2 separate regions of the Mus musculus genome follow, and region 1 is linked to region 2. The links are chromatin contacts, called in public Hi-C maps. All regions are on one chromosome and are shown on one strand. The core of a region is the stretch at or near the end of the contact, and the rest is flanking DNA. Distances in the headings are between cores, read along the strand shown. Region 1 overlaps Ralgapa2 (Ral GTPase activating protein, alpha subunit 2 (catalytic)). Region 2 holds the start of A930019D19Rik (RIKEN cDNA A930019D19 gene).

Region 1 (3,554 bases), core at 813-3,312, 51 kb before region 2:
TTCACATTGTTTTATGTTAGTCCTGTACAAGTTTAGGTCCATCAGGGTGCCTGTGATGAACCCAAAAGTCAGCTGTGGTGGGAATGGCATTCTAGGTGATCCCCAAAAGAAGTTTCTCAGAGTTCTCATCTTAGAACAGCATGCTAAAGGACCCAGCCAGGGCTGCCTGGTAGACAGTGGATAGGCAAGGAGTGTGGGGGCCAACACATCCTATAAGCCCGTGCAGACCCCTGGGGGCTGAAGAGATCAGCGGTGCCTTGCTGTGAAGTGCCAGTGGTTTAATCTGAGCACTGGGGAATGAGCATGTGGCGAGCCTTTTAAAATAGAAGAGAAAGTTCCTTGAAAGGTCCTGAAGAATAAGCACTCTCCATTTTCCTGCTGTCTTCCAATTTAAACTGTTCTTACATTTGTGCTTATTATCACTCACAGTAAGGGAGTGTTAAATATTGTTTGCAGTAATTTTTTCATCTAAATTATATAATACAAATTTGATAGCAAATCTCTAAGCTTTCAACTCATCACCTGGAATCAATAGAATTTTGCATTTCATATACCATAGGTCATGTGTGCATGTATATTTTGTTCTTAGTAAAAAAAAAAAACTGTACAAAAACTTCTCATCTGTATATATTTTCTTGTTCATGTATGTGTATTTTAGCACCCCTCTCTTTGTTAGTTTGTTGTTAAGCAAGGAATAAGTGATAGTAAGGGAAACCTGGGTCACCTGTAATCTCTTTCCTGCTGTGGCAGTTTGCAGAGCAACTGATTGGCTGTTTCAAGGGGGTAGCACAACTCAGAGAGGGTATGATAGGGCCCTGTGGTTGTCCATGGCTCTGTGGCCATTCACTGCTGCTTTCTTTCTGCATTCAGTGCAAGTTAGGCTTTGGTAGAAGAGAAGAGTGTAACCTCTCGGCTTTTATGAAATCTTGGTCGGTCACTGAGGACACAGTTCTCCTGGCCAGCTGTTCTGGCCATGTGGCCCTGAAAGCCCTGCCTGTAACCCATCCTGAAATCCCCAGAACATGTTGAGGAACTTTGGCTCCAAATGTCAGGCATTGATAGATGTTGTTTGGTTTTTTGGGTTTTTTCCCCCCAAAGCCTGGCAGTATATCCCTTGACAAAGCTGTATTGGTATGAACCCAGGCTTGTTAAGGAAGGAAGCAGCCTGGGTGTGCTGCCCTAGAAGAAAACTTCACTTCAAGACCAAATATCAGAGAAAAAAATTACTGCTCCCTGCTTCCTTGAGATACAGGTCACTGAGCTGAACAATAACAAAAAATTTCCTTGTCATCCAGACCTTTTTATATAACCACCCTACGTCCCTGTTTTGCTTCTACTATTTAGATTACAATTGTGAAATAGAACATTGACAAGCTACTCTGTTCTTATCGGTGTCCCACACTTTCTAGGCCATTCTATGAACAACAGTCATGTTGTTCATACCTTCGTAAATCCTTTACCTGGGGCCACTTGGTTTTTTTTGTGTAGTGACTGTATGCTGGCCCATGTTGAGCTGATGACACCCGAAGCAGACAGCCAGTGAAATTACTTAGTTATCTCTGCCTCTCCAGTCCTTCCCCAGGTGGCCGATGTTTCACTTCCTTAGAATAAACTTGATTAGGATCCAGTTTCATGTAAATTTTAACTAAAAGTAAAAATGTGAACAGTTAAGTATCAATCTGACTCTGTAATGTTTTTTTTTTTTTAATTCCCTTCTGATTAACTGGGGATTGGAAGTACTGCCAAAAAAAAAAATTGTCTTTGGGGGGCTTTTTGTTTTGTTTTGTTTTTTAGCAGTAGATCTAGCTTTGGGTCAAAAGAGTTCTTGTGTACAGTTCTCTTGGCTAATGATCAAACAGTTGGAACTGTGTGGCAGAGGCACATAGAAGACTGAAAAATATCATTGTCTCCCATAACTTAAAAAACAAAAAATGTGCCCACAGTAGGACTGTATATGGAAAGCGCCCTCTAATGGCTCAGCCCAGCCCTCCTGTGCCTTCCTGTAACCTCCACAGTGAGCTGAATCAGATCTGTCAAGCATGCTTCCGTCCCGTGGCCACTGCACGGCTGAATAGTGAGAGCCAACACACCTACCATCTGCCTCTTCCATCGCTCGCAGGGCCTGCTCCTCTGCCTAGAGCACAGTAAATGGGAAGCTTGCCACATGTTATGTTTACAGTTCCCAAGCCAGCTAAACATTCCAAAATGAAACTGTGGGCTGCTGATAGAAGTTCCTATAAGCATTTGAGCCAAGGGCTTTCATTCTCCTCCTCAGAGAACTTGTCTCAGGGAAAAGGTTCCCTTGCCATATGCAATGTGCCCATTAGGAGGAGTTCACCCCAAATCAAGCAGATGGTGGCTTTCTAGAATAAATGTCCACTTCAGTAGAACAATAGTCTCCGTTTCATTTGCTATCTCTACTCTGGAACTATCCATATTTGATGGAGAGAGTCAGTGTGCCTAAGAAAAAGTAGTTTTATGCCTTGTTCTGTCACAAGTGAAATTAGCTTTCATTGTTAGCTAACAGGTACATGAACATATGGTAATACTAGAGCCTCTCTTAGATATGTGAGCTTAATAGCATTCCTAGATTCTGCTCCTAATGTACACAGCTTCAAAAATGACCCTTCCCTTTAAAGTTCTAACAACCCAAGTTCTTTCTTCTCCAGTGGGATCCTGAGCTTTTCTTCCAGGACAGACCTTTGATTTCTTCTGCCCATCTCCCCTCACTGTAGGAAGGAAATCAAGCCATACCATGTGTTCTGTTTCACCATGCACAACCAATTATGCATGTGTCAGCATTTGCAGCCTTCCTGCCATGTGCCAGGCACCATCCTAACCACTCAGAATATAAATGTGAATAAGATATTCCAAGGGAGAGAGGACACTGTTTGCTTATGGACTAGGCTATGAAAGCCCATTACATTTGAGAATGACAGATGCTTCCATATGGCAGAGCGTAGGATAGGCACATGCAGAAACAGGCACACAGCAAAGACAGAGGCAGCGAGAGCCTGCACAGAGCTGTGGGAGGAGTTCTGTCTGGGAGAGAACAGGCAGGGCCTGGTCTGTAGCAGTGGCAAGGGGACAAGTTGGAACCTATGCAGGGGTTGGGCTGATCCAATGTATACCCATAGACAAAGTTCTGTGAAACTGTGAAAGAGTAGGTTTTGAAGGAAGAGGTAGCCATAGAGACATAAGAAAAGGGAAGCCCAAGGAGAGAGAGAGAGGAAACATTGCTTTCAGCAAACTGGCCACACAAGATGTATACTAGTAGTTGGCTTCGTCTATCACTGAGGCCAATAGTCTCAGGTCTATGCTGAAGGTGGTGGGTTTGTACTAGAGTTTGTATATAGAAGGAGAAAACTGGGTGTAAGAGGACTGAAAACTGAGTTACCAAAAAGGGAAAAGTTAAGACATATCTCCGAAAAGAAGGAAGACACTTGTGGGTGGGATCGAGTGCTTATGGATGGGAAATTAATGAGAGGGAACTAAACTGAAACAGACTGAATGGCAGGCACAAAGCGGCAGCTGGAAGGCATGGATGATACTTG
Region 2 (3,526 bases), core at 146-2,645:
TAGGTTTTAAGAACTAGCATCTCACTATTATATGTGACAAATATTTAATTTTCTGGCAAAATGCTGAAGAGTTTCCAAGGGTAAGTGATGAGCATTAGAACGGGAAAGCTGAGTAACTGCATTTAAAACAAATCACCCACTGCTCTGCATGCAAAATTGCACGTGTGTTTGTCTCCTTAACTAATTACCGAAGCTACGAAGAGCGAGCTCTGTATCTGGAAGCAATAATTCAAAACCACCGGGAAGTCATGACATTTGAGGATTTCGCTGCTCAAGTCTTTTCTCCCTCTCCCAGCTACTCTGTCAGTGGAACGGGTGAGTGTCTACATGATTCTCCTCCCTCCCGCTTAAGACGTATTGAGTAGCAGATGTACACCTGTTTTTCACAGATAAATGCTTGCAAATTTAAGAAGAACGTTCCCCCTCTGAATCAACTAATGAATTTCAAAAGGAATGATGACATTCATTTTAATTTGTTTTGTATCCGAGCTGTTCGCTGTGTTCCTTTCTTCTGCTATCCTGTTAACCCTCGAATCTAGCAAGGTTAATGAACTTTTTCTCAATAATGTGCTCCGGTTCATTCAGGAGTGTGAGTTTCTTGCTGAGCTGGGAATATGGTGTTTAAAAGCGATGCCCAAATCACTGCATACTTATCAGAAAAGAGTTCCTCACAGTTGAAGCCGTCGCTCTAATGCTAAATGGGGATTATGCTGCTGAGATACCAGGGTCAGGGATTACTGCCAGAGACAGGGAAGGACAGTGTCCCCAGGCCTGTCATTACAGAGGGCCTCGTACACCAGTGTCATGTGGACAAGCCACTGACCACAGCAGCACCTGGTGTGGAGCCTTTAGAAAGTAAATTATAATGGCTTTCATTTAGTAGGTCAGTGGAATTTTCCATGGATTCCCTTATTTTTAGATACATACTATTTCTATATAATACTATCAATTTGAAAAAAGTATGTCCTGCCACTTAAATTGTTGGTATGATTATTACAGGTTTTTTTAAAGAATAAAATTATTACTGGTAAATTATTTTCATGTGCTGTTACAGATTAATTGCCTGTCAGACAGTAAGTGGAATATTTAGTGTACAGCATGTTGAAAATCTCAATGAGGGGCTTCCCTCACCTTCCCTGGTTTCAGCATAGCTATAAGGATGCTTAATAGATTTCTAGCCTGTGTTAATTGCTTCTGAACCAGGCTTGCTTCTCCTGTGCTGACTTGTTAACAAATATCTTACACACAAAGTGAAAAAAATTAAATTCAGTGAAATAAATCACTTACAAATAAAATCAGCCATGCGTCATTGTTTAACATCGCTGGCTTCAGGCCGTGCCTCTTGGAGCTTTGTTGGGAGATAAGAGAGAGAGGCAGGCACTTGCTTGGGAAGCCAGGAGCAGCAGGCAGAAGGCTTGGGAGATAAGCAAGCTGGCAGAGGTGCAGAGCTCCATTTACATAATCACGCCTCTGCTTCCTGGTGAGGCGAGAGAAACACAGGGATGGCCTCTATTGATCTTTGTTGAACTGGGATACTGAGCAACATGAGAAAAGCTTATAACTTAAAGCTTTGATTAATGTTTCTTACATTAAAAAAAGTAGAACAGCTGTGAATTGAATTCTTTTATACGCTCTGCCAGCATTCTATCTAAGACAAGAAAAAAATCTGTTTCAAGGGAAATGAAGATTTCATACCCAGTCTGGCTAGCGGTTTAAAATTGTGTCTAATTTTTCAGTGAAAGAACAGGAGGAATCCACAGCAAGCTAATGCTTTCCAGCTCCATTCAGTCTCTTCCCATCCTTTGGAGACGCTGGGACTCGGCGTTTCTCAGCAGAGGCTTTGGTTTTGGGTTTGTTTCTTGGTTTTTTTTTTTTTTGTTTTTTTTTGTTTTTGGTTTTGTTTTTGTTGTTTTTTTTTTTTTTTAACTTCTAAGAAAACATTTCATTTCTTAAAAATAAAAGAAAAAAATGAAATGATAAATGTTTATATTTCCTAACTTTTTATTTTTAAAGTTGATGATGATCAATGTTATTGAAATAATGATGGCTGTTATTTTCTATGTATATTTTAGCCTCTGTATAAATAAAGTTCAACCAATTCAGTTCTTAGGACTGTAGGAGCATTTTGATTTGTGTGACCACTTTGGAGAAGGGTAGATTTTGTTTTTTTGTTTTTTGTTTTGTTTTGTTTTAGAGAATGTCCTGTTTTTTTTTTCTTTAATTATTTAGTAAAAATTCCAACAGCTTGTCAGGACAGACATTAGAACTTTTATATATGGGGCAAGAAACCAAATATAGAACACCAAAGCAAATGGATTTTATCCTTCAGATCAACATCAGCACCGCATCCCGTCATGTTCACAACTTCTGCTTGCCCTTCACAGTGATAAGGAAAGAGATAGAAATGCAATCTATTTGAACTGCAGTGTGAGGGCAGTGCAGTGAGAATGGGGTTCACAGCCTCATCTGTGCAGGGGCACCTCTCAGAGCTGTATTCTTCCTGGTGTATGTGCAGCTTCACCCCTATTTTCACAGAGGAAAAGACTTTTCACTTATTCATAGTGGTTTTTTTATTTTCTTAGGACAAACACAGTCAAAACCAGATGAGCCCAGCCCAGCCAACTTACACTCAGAGACTGAGGTGAAGTCTGTTCTTCCAGACCACCTGGAAAAATGGACCCTGAACTTCTTACACACAGGGTCCAGTCAAACTGTCTGTGGCCATTTACATCATCAAAGCAGGGACGTGGGCGCCCAAGCGCTTTACATACATATGACAGGCTTCCCTAGGATACAGTCTTTAAGGAAGGTACTGCACTGTATAATACAGCACAGCCAGAGAGCAGCACAGCCCCACTGTAGAGAGATGTGCAGCTGAGCTTGACCATAGACTCTGTTGATGGGAAAAGCCTGTGCCTGCCACACTCCCTGACCACAGAGGCCTAGGAGCCAGAGCACCCAAATGAGTGAGTGTACTTCTATCCAAGGTACACCATGAGCTCTGAATAGGGACATGGGACTCAAATATAAGAGTTCATCTTCTGTCAACTCCTTTAAAAGGAGAATTCATCTCCCAACCAGAAATGCTATTTTAAAGCAGCCCTTGGTATCTGTTGCATCTATTGTTAGAATTAATAATACTCTGTATGAAAGGTATTTGGATAGCTTTTTTACCTAGCCCTGCCTGCAGTTTGCAATTTGATCCCTTCCCATATTGGCAAGTAATAAATAATCGAAAAGGAAGCTGATATTAACATTTATATGTTTTATGCATGCATATTTGTATATTCTTAACCCACAGAGCTATGGGAGTAGAGTGCTAAGTTTGTGTTTTCATGTTATCACGGAAGGGGAGCAGCAGAGAGGACTATAAAGGGTTAACTGGAATGGGCACCCTCGAGTGCTGGGGAGGGACTGATGTAATCACTGCAGCTCACAGCCAAGTGCATCTGTTCACCATGAGGTCATTCTTCTGCATGCTAATGACCTGGAGAATCCAGTCTGGTGTTTGACATTATCCAAAGGG

The links. A called contact is a pair of places that touch in the nucleus more often than the background predicts.
Region 1: a Hi-C map of cerebellum shows a contact between it and region 2, with 1.7 times the contacts expected there. The contact joins the enhancer-like site here to the promoter of A930019D19Rik in region 2. A contact is called at or near these places in 3 of 39 promoter capture datasets (the C10 cell line and embryonic stem cells), 7 of 484 Hi-C or Micro-C datasets (the C10 cell line, cerebellar granule neurons, cerebellum and 3 more), 4 of 115 datasets of contacts at active chromatin or transcription factors (bone marrow-derived dendritic cells, cardiomyocytes and embryonic stem cells) and 1 of 9 other capture datasets (pancreatic islet).

What each region holds. Positions count from the first base shown.
Region 1 is chr2:146,309,024-146,312,577 of GRCm38.p6, reverse strand. The region is part of intron 38 of Ralgapa2 (Ral GTPase activating protein, alpha subunit 2 (catalytic)); the gene reads left to right. Among named protein-coding and RNA genes, the nearest start is that of A930019D19Rik, 52 kb to the right of the region's middle. Within about 2 kb of position 2,062, at least 41 of the 459 cell types and tissues checked have an H3K27ac peak or open chromatin away from gene starts, as enhancers often do. A contact at or near this core is called in cerebellar granule neurons, cerebellum, forebrain and 2 more, where this site is marked.
Region 2 is chr2:146,257,155-146,260,680 of GRCm38.p6, reverse strand. It overlaps A930019D19Rik (RIKEN cDNA A930019D19 gene), which reads right to left and starts at 1,395. Exons shown (of 4, transcript NR_040619.1): 1 at 1,288-1,395. It overlaps Ralgapa2 (Ral GTPase activating protein, alpha subunit 2 (catalytic)), which reads left to right. Exons shown (of 41, transcript NM_001033348.3): 39 at 194-315.